Regions from separate parts of the Zea mays genome. Here all the other regions are linked to region 1. A link is a contact called in public Hi-C data. All regions are on one chromosome and are shown on one strand. The core of a region is the stretch at or near the end of the contact, and the rest is flanking DNA. Distances in the headings are between cores, read along the strand shown. Region 1 holds the start of LOC103634592 (myb-related protein 2). Region 2 holds the start of LOC103634601 (phospholipid-transporting ATPase 1). Region 3 has its middle 70 kb from the start of LOC103634601.

Evidence for each region. Hi-C and Micro-C count contacts between places; a contact is called where the count stands out from the background.
Region 2: a Hi-C map of tassel shows a contact between it and region 1, with 5 times the contacts expected there. The contact joins the promoter of LOC103634601 here to the promoter of LOC103634592 in region 1. A contact is called at or near these places in 6 of 25 Hi-C or Micro-C datasets (bundle sheath, ear, endosperm and 2 more).
Region 3: a contact with region 1 is called in a Hi-C map of leaf, with 6 times the contacts expected there. The contact joins the enhancer-like site here to the promoter of LOC103634592 in region 1. A contact is called at or near these places in 3 of 25 Hi-C or Micro-C datasets (ear, leaf and tassel).

The regions. Positions count from the first base shown.
Region 1 is chr1:52,986,894-52,991,665 of Zm-B73-REFERENCE-NAM-5.0, forward strand. It overlaps LOC103634592 (myb-related protein 2), which reads left to right and starts at 2,804. Exons shown (of 7, transcript XM_008656960.3): 1 at 2,804-2,987; 2 at 3,097-3,310; 3 at 3,391-3,467; 4 at 3,547-3,604; 5 at 3,686-3,773; 6 at 3,842-3,911. The coding sequence starts at 2,967. It overlaps LOC100276135 (a long non-coding RNA gene), which reads right to left. Exons shown (of 5, transcript XR_002266086.3): 2 at 3,629-3,753; 3 at 2,711-2,916; 4 at 1,951-2,065; 5 at 494-946.
Region 2 is chr1:53,212,471-53,217,242 of Zm-B73-REFERENCE-NAM-5.0, forward strand. It overlaps LOC103634601 (phospholipid-transporting ATPase 1), which reads right to left and starts at 2,733. Exons shown (of 7, transcript XM_008657008.4): 1 at 1-2,733. It overlaps LOC100501310, which reads right to left. Exons shown (of 3, transcript NM_001196062.1): 3 at 2,604-3,139. The coding sequence ends at 2,989.
Region 3 is chr1:53,143,314-53,148,085 of Zm-B73-REFERENCE-NAM-5.0, forward strand. No RefSeq gene overlaps it. Among protein-coding and RNA genes, the nearest start is that of LOC103634601, 70 kb to the right of the region's middle. Within about 2 kb of position 2,393, at least 19 of the 20 cell types and tissues checked have an H3K27ac peak or open chromatin away from gene starts, as enhancers often do. A contact at or near this core is called in ear, leaf and tassel, where this site is marked.

The DNA of each region.
Region 1 (4,772 bases), core at 1,554-4,053:
CTGTTTGTGTATTCTCCAATCTGGACCTCCTCTCCTGTTTGTATATCCTCCATTCTGGACCCCCTCTTAAGTTTTTAATGAAATGATTCCAAGTGAGGATCCTCCCCTGGTACTCCGGTAGTACTTATAAAAAATAGCATCGTCATCTTTTCATTTCTTGATTTTGTTTAATTTCAGTCAGCATTGTATCGATGTCAAGCCCAGATAGTTAAAATTTAAATATGACGAGTTTTCGGTTGACCGGAAATGGTGGCGATAGCAGCCTGTTTTCGATAGTTTAGCACTTCAGCAAGCTCCATCTGGGCCACATAGAGTTGCCATGTTGCTGGGCTAGGCTCCGGCTTTGCCAGTCCAGGCGGGCCTCCAATTCTCCAACTAAGCAACTAACCTGTGGAACATCCATATTTGCTTTGCCAACTCTACACGAACAGAAGCAAACATATTTCTGACGAGGTGAGAAGTAAAAAACATCCACAAGGGTACTAGTAGTATAGATACTTGAACCATCAGGTCTTTTTTTTTAAGGCGAACATATGGATCACCAGTTCATTACGCCAAACAATAAAAACAGCTTATCCAGCGGTCTATACTCTGTACTTTCCAAATTCCAATTCGTACCATTTGAAGTGTTTTCGTATTTCTGCAACCGACACAAATGGACGAGTTTGTACAAATAAACAAAGAACGACTACTGAGCAAAACACTCCCAGAGCAAACAACAACATACCCACGCCAGGGTTCACACGTGCTCATCATCCTGCTGGCGGCTGGCACGATCCAGCGGGAGCACAACCAAGCCACGGAACAGAAGAAGCAGGCCGGCGAGGTCGACACAGGCGATATATTCCTTCTCATCTTCGCCTCCAAAAAAGCGCAGGATTCCCATCCAGCTTTGTCAACATCGCTTTTCCTTATTCCCTTCCCGCGGGATCGCGTGCGCGCTCGCCTGCGAAACCGATAATTGTCCAAGAGCGTTTACAGAGAAAGCAGGAGCATACGATTCCGGGCACTTAACAAGCAACAGCTGAATGCAATCCCCGCGCAAAGATTAAAGCTCTCCGTTCCCCTCCCCTTGCTCGCTTTCGTCGGATTCAAGGCGAAAGATAAAGCTACGGCCAGAAAGAGTTTATTCCATGTTCCGACGCGCAGTGGTCTCAGCTTATGCACCTGACGACCGGCCATAAGTGAACACAATTCCCCAGCCAATGCTCACGGAATCATGCACAGGGTGATTTTTGGTTTTGGGACGAAATAAATGCACAGGCATGCCTCCCTTGAACAGGAATGGGGGTACAGATCATATCATATCATATCGGGAGGATGGTTTTCTTATCCTAATGGATGGAACAATGGCCTATAAGCATAGGGATCCCTGGAACAACTTGAGAGAAGACTGGTTTAATCACGAAATGGCAAGGAAACTTTTATTTTCAAAGAAGATGCTACTGCCTTGGACCACTCGTACTAGTTGCTTTTCAAAGAATGCCTGTCAAGCTTTTATTTTGAAAAGGCCCGAGAGGATCTTAATGCAATCCATTATATCTGATTTACCATGTCAATGATTTCATTTCTGAGGTACAACTTACCAGGTGGCACACCTTGCATTTGTGACTCGCAATAGCCATAACAAATGGAATCATGGAAAAAAAATACTAGACTATTCCCTTGTGGAAAAGCTGGACTACAGAACAAATCAACCGGAAGGGACTCTTACAGCACAAAATTGTAGCACCTCACTATGTACTGAAAAAAAACACTCTAGATAAGACAAAGGTAAGCGCCGCCTATTCCATATCACTGGACTTCATGGCAGTTAGCGGTATCAAACATTGACACTGAGCCAGTTTTGCTCGAGTATGGAGGGGAGAATAAACAAGGCTAACCATGTCGGTTCAGATAAGCATGTTTCAAAGCAAAAGCAACATAGAGCAGTGAAGTAAAGGAACTAACCGTCATTTTTAAGCCCCAACTTTCTGCGCCTTATGTAGAACAGATAGTAGCCAAACTCAGAGGACTCCATACAGATGCACAGCCCATCGGATTCGTCTACCCACTTTCCGTTTCCCTGATAGCCGAACAAGTACAAAACTTATATGAGGAGACAAAAGAGAATCATATGCTTATTCCAATATTCCATGCTTTGCTTTTGTGCAGTCCCAAGGAAGGCATCACTAAGGAAATAAGTTCCTTTCACTTTATTTATATGAAGAACTTTTATTGAATTCTTCTTCTAGATGAATCTGGTCAAAAAGAAATTTAAAACTTGCTCTCGTATGGATGATAAAAATTATTCTCCTGTCGTCTATGTGCCATGCTTGTATAACCTGAAGGCATACATTTGCTATTGAATCCATGATTGCTTAACATACAGAATCCTAACCAATGCTGTCCTTTGATTTCATGATACAGGTATGGTGGAGAGTGGAATTAGTGCTGAACATATAAGATATAGTAGGCCTACAAGTGCAAAGGCATTATTACAAACTACATCTCAAAAGTTCTTCCTGAGAACAAGGTTCCCACTTTTATCTGCAAGAAGAATAAACTTAACAAATATGTATGCTTGCAAACCCCTTACTCCTCTTAATATCAACTATATTTGTTAGTGCTGGAATCAGAATACTAATGTGTTTGCAGAATTGACAAATAAAAAGATTGGTGCGCATAGGGTCCACAGGTACCTTAAGGAATAAGGATAATATCTTTATACCTCTTTTCAGTTGCTGCCAGGATTGGTCCAGGCTTGAGTGTTTGTTCTAACGATTCGAAATTCTCTCCTCACTTGTCTTCCTTATAAAACCAGACTCTGCATAACATCTTGGCATGAGTAGCCATAGTTTGTTAGAGCATTCCCCCAAGGAATATAACACCATTGTGTGACGAGCAACCCTTCACCAAAAACTAAGGACTGATAAACTGCAAGAGACCGTTCCTATCAGGATTGTGGAGTCTGCAACCAGATATCAATGCATAACAGAATTGAAGAGGTATGAGATGTAATGTGTGCATGTTATTTGGTTTGCTCAAACAAAGGAGAAAAAAAGAGAGATCTCCTCATGCGTCCTAACATTTGAGACTGCAATGTCTTCATGCCAGATGTATCATCATCAACAACAGCTTCAGAGCCACAGTCATTTCCTGTCTTCTAGGCAGACATTCCCTCCAGAAAGGCACATGCTTCTGCAAGGAGGGAGCATTCCAGCAGAGCCAGGGCTTGTGCTTTCCACTGATGCTAAACCTAGGTTAAAATGGACACCTGAACTACATGAGCGTTTTGTGGAGGCGGTAAACCAACTTGGTGGGCCTGACAGTAAGTACATGTTTAAACCCTATATCTACCCATACAAGCTAACATACGGAACATAACCATCTAAATTATGTAATTTGCAGAAGCTACACCGAAGACAATCATGAGACTCATGGGTGTCCCCGGACTAACACTATACCACCTTAAGAGTCATCTTCAGGTAGACATGGAATTTCTAGTATCGTGTTTTCCCTTGTATGCCTTGTAGCAAGAAACTAATTTGATTTGTCTTTTACTAGAAATACAGGCTAAGCAAAAACATCCATGCCCAAGCTAATGGTGTAAATGCAAAAAATGGTAATCATAGCATTCTCTCGTTACCTAGCAGTTATCGGCCTCCAATTAAGCTTAATACTGAATGCCCTTTCTGCTCTTCAGTGATTGGTTGCACCATGGCAATGGACAAACCACTTGAAGGAAATGGATCACCAGCTAGCCACTTAAACCTTGGAACCCAGACAAACAAGTAAGAGATGAATAAATGTTTTCTTCAACATGTTTGCATAAGATAACATGGATTTGTATTTTTATCAGATCTGTGCACATAGGTGAAGCCCTTCAGATGCAAATTGAAGTACAGCGCCGACTGCATGAGCAACTAGAGGTACAGAAGCATAAAAAATAAATCATATTACTAACTAAATTACCATTTAAACATTCCTTACAAAGACATAACTGATTCATCCCTAGCAGAGTTATTGTGTAAAAGACTGGAGTAGATTGTCTGGACAAATATATAGCAAAATTTATCCCAAACCAGGCTTTAAGTAGATCTAGGACACTCATCAAATGAAGGTTTATTTTGCCATGAAAGTACCTGATGTACAGACATCCAAATAAAGAAAAATTACGTAGCTTCACCATCAGTTGGTAAACTTCAGGGACATGGTCAGATCATATATAATGTTACATGTCAAAAAAATGGCATCCCAATCACCATTCCTTTAAGAAAAAAACATCACTTATAATTGCTCCAATAGTCCAATCAACTCAATTGTTTTAGCCAAGCACTAGTTCCTATATTACCGATAGAGTAAAAAGTCCAAGAGAAAGTATGTAATATATGTAGGGGTGGTAATGGATCACGATCCAAATATTTCTTCACAATTTGTTTGAGCCTTTAATCAATTTTAGTTCAAAGATGAATAAAAATAGAGCCGATCCAATCTGATTTTTAAATTTTATAGTGTAAAATTTAGAGCCTATTGCCACCCCTAAATGTATGCATATCTTTAGCTTTAGAGCATCCACATATTTTGTCCTTCACACAATGAACATCTATAGCTCATTTATCAACAAAAGTATATGCTGGACACCAGCATATGACTTCTAAGAGGCTCACAATGCAAGAGGGCCTAGTCATGGTGGTCTAGGAACATAATCTTGTCATACGTTTAACTGAACACAGTTTTAAAAAGAACAAGTAAAAACTAATGATGCTAAAATAAGTTTAAACAAACTGACC
Region 2 (4,772 bases), core at 1,483-3,982, 230 kb after region 1:
GTTTTGGAGCGACGGTCGCCGTGTTCGGGCGAGAGAACAGGGGAGGGAGGGGGGGAAGGGAGGGAAACGAGCAGAGCCTAGCGGAGGACGAGTTGGGTTTTGGCAGGCAACAAAAGCAAGCGAGGTGGAGGAGGCGCAGGTGGTTGGGCGAGGTGGACGCCTGGGAGTAACTAGGGTGAGTACCGCATTAAAGATTGGACTCAGCAAGCGCGGTTACTCCAGCTCCCGCAGGCCGGGGAGGAGGAAGCGAAGCGCGGACGGAAAGGAAGGGAGAAGTGTGGTTTTGGGCAGGGGAACTTGATGAGGACGACGGGGCGACGGCACCGTTTGTATGATATGACACAGAGAGAAGGGGAGCTCGAAGACTTTGCCAGCCAGCATTGGGTTTGCGTTATTTGAATGAAGCCTGGCAAGGAATCTGCCGCAGAGAAGTAATTAAGCGGAGCCTGATGAGAATACTAAATTAGCGGAGGAAGATTTGGCAACGCTGCCCCTCCTTGGCTGACTGCATTCCTCGTGGAAGTTTCTGTGGCTCCCTCTCAGCACTCCGCTCCACTTGACAGGAGAGGACAGAGAAAAATCGACAAGCGGATGGGGCTAACGCCGGGACTTGTTTTGATTTCTTTGACCCGTTTTCGTTGCTAATCATCCTAGCAAATCACGGAGAAATTAGGCTGTCGCACATATATGGATGAGGAGGAGCACAGAGCGCAGCAGGATGGACGGGAGCGGGCGGCGTTCCGTGGCCCATGCGGCGAGGGGTTTCGCTTTCGCGGCCACTAAACTATCCTTGTTTCCGGCAGTTTGGAACCTTGGGGCGCCGGTGCCGGCCGGCCGGCTCTCGCTTCGTGGGCGGAGATCTTGAAGCTTCCGACCCGAAAGGCGGATCGGATGGGTGATGCTTGCTTTTTCGTCGCTCTTTAGTAATCTTTCCCGGCTGAAAAAAAGGGGCTCCACATCCTATTCACGAATCAAGAAAAGCTTCCCTTCGTGCTTAAGCTTGCAGTTGCAAGGCACTGTCTATAGCCGCTATTGCGCAGACTTTTAATTCGTGAATGTATAGTGCGTGGAAAATAGGATACACGTTTTAGATGCAAACATCTTAATCAGCGGAGCGAAGTGGTAGCCTATGTTTCCTTTTTCATCGGTTGGTTCTGGTACGTTTTAATCGTCGTATTTCAAACAGCTCTAGTACGTTTTAATTAATCCTTAAACCGTTTGGGAGGAAAAAAAAGGAGGTGGAAAAAACAAGGAGTATATATATAGGGGAGATTTTGCATGACTTGCACGGCAGTTACATGTACTACGAAGATAGGGTCTCTGGCTTGCTGACTTATTCCCGTGCCACACGTACTCCTTTTCCAGCATTTTTTTGAATTCGAGATCACGGCAAGCGAGGCTCGCGATCACACGCTAAAACAAATAGACGTGTATAATGTCGTGGCCCTATTATTCTATCAGTAGAGAATCTTGTCAGGGAGCTGCTCGCCTCGCCTCGCCTGCTCCTAATCCATATGGTAAACCACGCACAAATCTTCTGTTGTTACGCTGAGCTCAGCAATAAACATCTATTCATTCGTACGTAGCCTAGCCTTAAGCAGCCGGGTGGAAGTCAACTTGCGGTTGCGGACAAGGCGGCTTGGGCAGGGAGCGGTTGACGACGTCAAGCCGCCTCCCACCCTCTATCTAACGCCCATATTAATCAGCGCCATGTAAACTTGCATTGGTGACAGGTCACCCCGTCCCTCGCCCGTCCGCTTCTAGAACCGGATCATCACGCTCACGCATGACGACCGTGCTTGCGTTGCACTCCTGGACGTACGTAGTACGCCCTGTCCAAGCCCCCATGACCGATGCGATGCGATGCGACGGACCATGCATCATGTTCGCTTCAGAAACGTGCCGAGCCTGCATGGTCCTATTGGTTTCTAGGGGAAATAAAAAACAATTCTAGCTGAGCTGATGGATGGCGCAGTATATCAATTTTTCATTCACAGTAGGTGTAGTACTACTTGCCATAAAATGACCGTGTGCACTGTGCGGACTTGAATTCTTCTCTCGAAGATGTGTGTCCTTTTTGGATGGATGGATGGACGACCGATGGCCACTACGAACTGAACTGACCACGCCATATCCTACAGTCGATATACTTTTGGATATATATTAAAAAAAAGGAATTGCATCTCTGCAGAAGACAACTTTTATGATTGGATTTCTAATTTATCTGCCCGTGACTTGCTTGTTATATGCATGCATATGGATGATCGATAGCTAGTAGGACAGGACAAATGATGTGCCAATTTTCTTCCTATGGAGAGAGCCTGGTTGGTCAGTTCTGCAGTTCTCTTTTTTTTTCCAGGGAAAAGACAGATATTAGAGTACTCGTTATTAATGAACAGGCTTGTACGATAGCAACAGGATTGGCATGTGAAAAAGGCAGATATTAGAGTACTCTCTGGATTTCTTGTGAATGAAGTTTATGAATGTTTGACGAGAAGAAAGTTCGTGTGTGGAGCATATATCTCTCCAATCCGCGTTGAGTTGTCCATAATTGACCGGCTAAAAAACAGTAGTGGGAAAGGACAGCCCTATGATGAAGATGTGATCAAGGAAAGGATCTCTTGGAATCATGCGCGCGGTGGCTGCAACACTAATTAAAACCAGGTCAAACCGGCTGAAAGAAAACTCGAAGCCTGGACTACTCAACGAATTACAGGGCGCTGAAAAAAAAAGTTAGGCGTACACGTGCTATCAGAAGACAGACCTGCTACAGGGTTACACAGAACCATGGGCCTCGCACCGGTCAACTCCCTCCTGTGAATCCACTGCAGTTGACACGCCACCGGTGAAAGTGAAACACTGGCCAACGTTGGCTGAATCATGGCAAGCACGGTAAACCTTACCTGCCAAGCCCTGCCGGAGCGTCCTACACGGCACGCCAAACTCGCCAGGGATCCATCAAGCGGAGGGCACAGTTAGCGCACGATGCTACGGAGTATTACTTAGGACAAACAAGTCTTGATCCAGCACGGCGGCGCCGCCCACGCACGCCTCAGGAGGGTCCCGTACGCGCGCGACATCTCGCGCCCGGCGGCCGGGTGATGCAGGCAGGTGCCAAGCTCGGCGCGGCTTGGTTGGCCTAGCAGGCAGCACAAGTCACAAGTCAGTCTAGACACCTTGCCAGCACGGAAACTTTTGAAAACCTGGTCGCGAGCCGTGACTAGTGGGCGCCGTCCGTGCGGTCTGCCCTGTTCGGTCGCGTCCGGAAGCATCCGGCCCCCGATTTTTAAATCCTGGCCGTGCTGGTGGCGTTGGAAGTGCCCGTGGGCCCGTCGCTGGGCCGGGTTTGAGTTTGACTTGATCAGAACTCGGGAGCTCCTCTCCTATTTTCAGAGGGCGCGAGCGCCATAATACGGATGATATGATGATGGGTTTGCGTGCGTGGAAGCAATTGGCCAAAGGTCTAACCCGCACGGCGCACATGTGAACGGCACACGCATCCGGTGTGACTCACTGGTTCGGCGCACCTGGGCCCCGCATGTAAGCCAGTGGAAGCTTCGCGAGCCAGTCTTCGCTTAATTACTCGCACATGTCCACCATTACTTGATGATGCACTTCTAGAGTACGGTCGATTTCGTTCGTGATCATTTCATAGTTCCGTTTCCTCTTTTCTTTCTCTCTCTCTATATATCAGAACTGATTGCAAAGGGGGGGGTCAACGTGTCCAATCCAGCGCACCCTTCTCGCTCACCTGAACGTGCCGAGGCGGCGAGGCGTGGAATCCTAACAACTACGTGTGTTGTGTGGTACATGCAAACCAAAACTGTGCATGCCGCGGCGTCAAATAAAGCTAGCTTCTGAATTGGATTGTAGGAGCAAGTGTCGCGCTGGGACCGGACGCTGAAGAATATATACTTAGGGTCTGTTTGGTTGGACTGTGGCTGTGGAAAAAGTTGCTGTGAGCTGTGAGCTGTGGAAAAAGCTGTTGTAGACTGTGAGCTGTTAAAAAGCTAAAAATCGTTTGGTGGAAACCACTAAAAGTCGTTAAAAGTTCTTCGATATATGTTTTCACAGTTCCATCCAAAAGCCACTAAAAGCAGGTCCAGGGATGCTTTCAGTTTTGCACTACGAGAAAGTCGGCTTTTAGAAAAAGCTGCTTCCTGGATCCAGCCCTTTGGTTGGCTTTTGGCTTTTAGGGGGCAAAAGCCAAAGCCAAAAGCCAAACCAAACACACCCTTATATAATCCTCGTCGCTTTCAGACTTGGCTGGCGTGAGAGGCTATAAAAATGGTCGCTAGTTTGAATCTTCTATTCTCTCTGTAGACGCATCATGCCTGATGGAAGCCGACGGATTTGGCTGTGCTCGTAACTAACTAAGCCGCCGCCTGCTGATCGTTCCCTAGGGGCCGAGAAAAAAAAACATCCTAGGGGCCAACCAAACCCTAGCTTCGTGATGGCGGCTATGAGCCACCGAAAAAACAATTTGCTACTACCAAGTACCAACTAGCATCTGCTTCACGGACGGTGAATGGAGGTGCTTACCTGAATCATCCCTATTCTCCAATGATTATGGACATTCACCTACTTGATTTTGGGTGTGGAGAAGCGCGGGTGTGCCCATGCCACGTCCTCCACGACAGGTATAAACAGTCCAAGCACGGTTCGCTTTAGAGATGGCAATGGGTACCTGAAACTCGATGTGCTTTTATCCTATTAGGGTACGGGTTTGGACCAATTTTCATACCCACGAGTTTGTTAATAGGCATAAATCT
Region 3 (4,772 bases), core at 1,143-3,642, 160 kb after region 1:
TTTTGGTGTTTGATGACCACCACAACGTTATGGACTAACTAGTTTGCCAAGTGAATGGTTGCATGTTCATAAGAATGGAAATAGAAGATTCAATATGAACAATAGTTCTAAACTTACCTAGAATGGGCCTAATTTGGAGAAGAGTAATTTTGAGTAGTTAAAGCACTTGGATACGTTCTAAATGGACCTTGGAACATATTCAAGAACCTTAGAGAGGTTGAAAGGACCGAACGTTGAAAATGGTGTTCTGGAGCAAAGTTTGAGTTAGAATGAGAAATTAAGTTGATGTGATAAAAAAGATGAAGTCCTATGGCTTAGACCAGTTAAATGGACTCTAGATATGTTTGTTTAAGTCATAGAAGTGCTTAAGAAGGCAACCAAACAAAGACAAGAAAGAAAAGAAGAAATAGGACTATGTTTGTTGTTCTGGGTAGCATTTGACCAGTCCAACGTGCAACAGACCAGGCACCAGACCAGTTACCTAGAGAGCATGTTTTTTTATGCAAAGGGATTGGCGCACCAAACCATTTATGCATAGACCCTATTTTTGGAGAAGTCGAATGAGGGACTGATGGTGCAATGGATATTGGTCAGGAGTGCATTGGACTTATCACATTCCAATGGTCAGATTGGATGGCCCAACGGTTGACTGACGTGACGTCGACGTGGTAGGGTCGAGTGGTGCACGGACCAGTCCAGTGCCACCTGACATCTAACATCTTTTCCAGAATGGTCATTGAAACAACAGGGTTTTAGAGGCCGATGTGCATAGACCTACTACATTGAGAGGTCTGGTGCACCCAAATTTAGTGCAACTTTCGAGAGATGGTTCCAACGACTATTTGAGTGGTCGAGGGCTATAAATACACCTCCAACTAGCTCATTCAATACACAAGAGCTAATCAATAAGTCCAGTACACTAGAGCAACACTCCCAAAGAGACCAAAGCCTCCCAAGTGCACAAAAGTGAGAATTGAGCATAGAGCTAGTCATTCTTGTGTGAATTATGATATAGCCTTGTAGATACTTCGGTCTCCTGATTAAGATAATAGAAGGAAACTCAAGTTTGATTCTGGTGATCACTTGAGTGTGGAAAGGGTCGAGAGAAACTCGGTCCTTTAGTGGACTCCTCGATGGAGACGTAGGTTTCGTTGTGAAACCAAACTACGATAAACAAATTATCGTGTTCGTGTGTCCTTTCATTCGAAATTTGTTTTCTCCTTTCCTCCCTAAGTTCTCTTTCGTTGATCTTCATCTAAATTATCCATTGTTGCTCTAAGTCTTTAGATTCTACACATTCATAAGAGCAACATATTGCAAGACGAACTTATCCCTTATTCAATTGACCTACATCGTGTTCTAACCAATTAATTGAGATCAAGTTTTGTTTTTAAGTTGTAAATTTTAGGTTTCGTCTATTCATATCCTCTAGATGACGTTTAGTATTCCAACAGTTCCATGTAAAAGATCCCCATATGTAAAGGGACAAGAAAAGTCCATGTACATATAGGGGAGTATTATGCTCCCATATATTTATGTCGTTTATTTACGATATTAATCTCGTGTGAGCTCCAAAATACAGTAATAATGTGTATTAGAGTAGTATAAATATAGTATATTTTTAAAAATTTCAAAAAAAAATGTTAAATAATTGAGTTACGTTATAGGGAGCTATATATATATAGAAAATGGTTGGAGACAAACTATATCTAGGAGAGAATATTTTAAGGGATGATAGTAAAATATATTAGAAAGTACTATATATGAGAGGAGGCGTACAAGAGAAATGGTTCGAGACAGAAAAATGTTGCGGGAGGTGAAAATATAGAGACGAGAATATATACCATAGTGGAATGAATATAGAGGGAAAAATTAGTGGTACTGCTGCGACAGCCTGAAGCACAGAGGAAGGAAGGCTCCAAGCCTACGTGGTCCCACCTTCAGGGTGACTAGGGCTGACGTGGTGTGGAGTGGACGTGACAGTGCCCTTGCAGGCAGTGGCAGGCGTAAGGGTCAGTTCCTGCAGGCAGGTAGCAGCAGTGCAACGCGGACGATGCAAAGAGATCCTCGCGGCGACCCATCACCCATCATTCCGCTTCCGCCGTCCACGTCTCCCCGCGTAAAAAGTGAAGGAGAAACGCGCGGACGAGTGGACGACGGCGAGCAGCGGAGGTAGATGACAAGGGGCGCAGCGGCGTGGGTTGGGCTCCTGGGTCGGTCGCGCCAGTCCGTGCTCTGCTCGCAGCACGCAGCGACGCGCTAGGACTGGGACGAAGGTCGTGCAGGGAAAGCGACAGCGCGGCAGGGCCAGAAAATGCTGTGCCGCCCCGCCCGGGATCGGGAGGCGACGACGCGGGGACTGCGGGCGCGGGGCGGGTCCGGCGGGGGCAGGGCACGGCGTCACGCCTGTCGGCACCCGCGTGCTGCCGCTTCCGCGCGCGGCTCAGCTCGCCCGACCCTGTCCGATCCGCACGTAGCTTTTCGCCGACCTCCTCGCGTCCGCTTCGACCTGGGTCGACGCGCCGGCTGGCGGTTGTGTGGGGGCGCCCATGCGTTCTCTTCTCGCCATGAAGATCCGCGGGCGGTATCCAGGATCCAACCCATCCGTCCATCGGAAGTTTTACTACTACTCACTACTACTGCCAAGTGTACTAGCTCCGCCACTCGCACTACCGTCCTGCTATGCTACCACCAGTAGTACAGAACTACGAGTACTCTATTTGGCTGATGCATGCAGGCATCTGTGCGCCAGAGCCGGCCCGTCCCATCCCCACTCACTTCACTGCACTTTTGGTTGCTTCCTGCTTCCCGCACAAAATTGTACTCCGCCGGCTCGAATCAATTTTATTACTCCAGCAACTCAACTTTACCGCGTCTGTCGTCACATAATAACTGATTTTTAGAGTTCAGAATGTGTCATATGCATCCTTAGGTATAAGATAACACAACTTTACTGGTCTCGCTTCTGGAAACAGCTTCTTTGTCGAGTGTCTGAAGCATTCGGTAAAGCCTGGAAAAGACTCAGCGAAGGCTTTACTAAGTGTGACACCCAACAAATAATTGAATAAGACTCGGTGAACTGTATATCGACAACGACTTCTTTGTCAAGTAATTTTTATCGAGCACTTACATAGAGCCGGTTTCCGATAGTGCCTCTTCATGAAGTGTACGTAATGACCGTAATATTCATAGGGATACATACAACTTTTTATGACATTATTTTTTCCATCTTAAATTTAGAAATACAGTTACTTTATTACTACTGGCCTGGCGTGACGGCACATGCACGTGACGGCGGACTTATAGCTTCTGTACATGCATATATTGGTAGGCGTACTTGCTTTTCCAACCTGAAATCTTTCCGAAAACCAGGAGTCCAGGCGACTATAGGACTGTCGTCTTCCGGTACGACGACGGCTCTAATTAAGTGTAAAATGTATTGCATCATTGCATGCATGTCAGTACATGTAGTAGTAGGTCCCTGGGGACGAGCCTTTTTTTTTTCGAATTTCCAATTAATTAGCTGGGGTAGAAGGCCACGCTTTGCTAAACGTTTACGGACACTACTGTGTGGGAACATGAACATTTATTTATTAATTTCTTGCGAGTTGCGAGTTGCAAAATTCTCTGGCGCATGCACGGCACGACCGTCGGCCGAAAAGTTCGGCCGTGCGAGGTGGACAAAACAAAACAAACCGACCGCGACCTGGACAGGAATTCCATCGCGTGTACTACCCGCTACTGCTGTTCACTGTCCCAAGTCCTTACCAAACCAATGATGCCAACATGCCTAACACAATTGACCTTCCTAGCTGCTGGCCTAGCTCTGGGCTCCTAAAGCTTTTGTTACTGGATCCAGAGCAGATGGAATGGAATCCTTATTAAAGACTTGGATCGAGCTAGCCTAACGTAATAATGATGATGATCGGTTCACCAACACGAAGAAACGTGGGCAATGGTAGGCCTCAGTGATCGAGATCCATGCAGGCACGTCCATTTCCGATCCATGCAGGCATTATTGCCAAAAAGCTTTCCTTTGTGTTTTATTTTTGAAAAATTTAAGGCTTCCTCACCTTTTGGTGGCCAAACTTCTATTTACGCTTCATTATTTGGCATTGCGCTGCACACAGTATTTTAAAATTTATTTTAGATAAAACCATCTTATCATTCAGAACTAGTGCGTTTAGAGTTGTTCGGAACCATAATACATATATATCGCGCGTCACCATATTAACTTCCTGTACTTTTCTATTTACGTTATTTTCACACGTTTAGATTCACTATACTACGTAAAGAAGCTTTGGACCATTAACATTCAGTATCAATTGAGCTAAGTACTTATGTTTAAGTTAGTACTTAAAATAGAGCAGAGTATCGATTGGTGTCTCCAGTTGACATAGATATCCTGGCTTTCAGTTGGAGGCTTGGAGCCACCAATATACTAGTCTCTCAAGCACATTTAGTACTAACTGGTGACTTCAACAGTACTAAAGTTAGGATATTAATAGCGGTTGGGTTCACCAGCGGTACTGCGGTACTAACGAGGTGTTTAATTTGATGAATCACTCTATCCAAAATGAAGTGGTGCATCATGGGTTCATTCCTCAAATTTGGTGGGATGACTCCATTCCACATATTAGTACTAAACAACTAACTATGAGGAATGAGGTGGTGATAGATTAACTCACTCCATTCCACAAACCAAACAAAAAAGTGAGGATCGAGTGAGAAGATGATGGACTACATCATTCCTTAAACCAAACACTCCATAA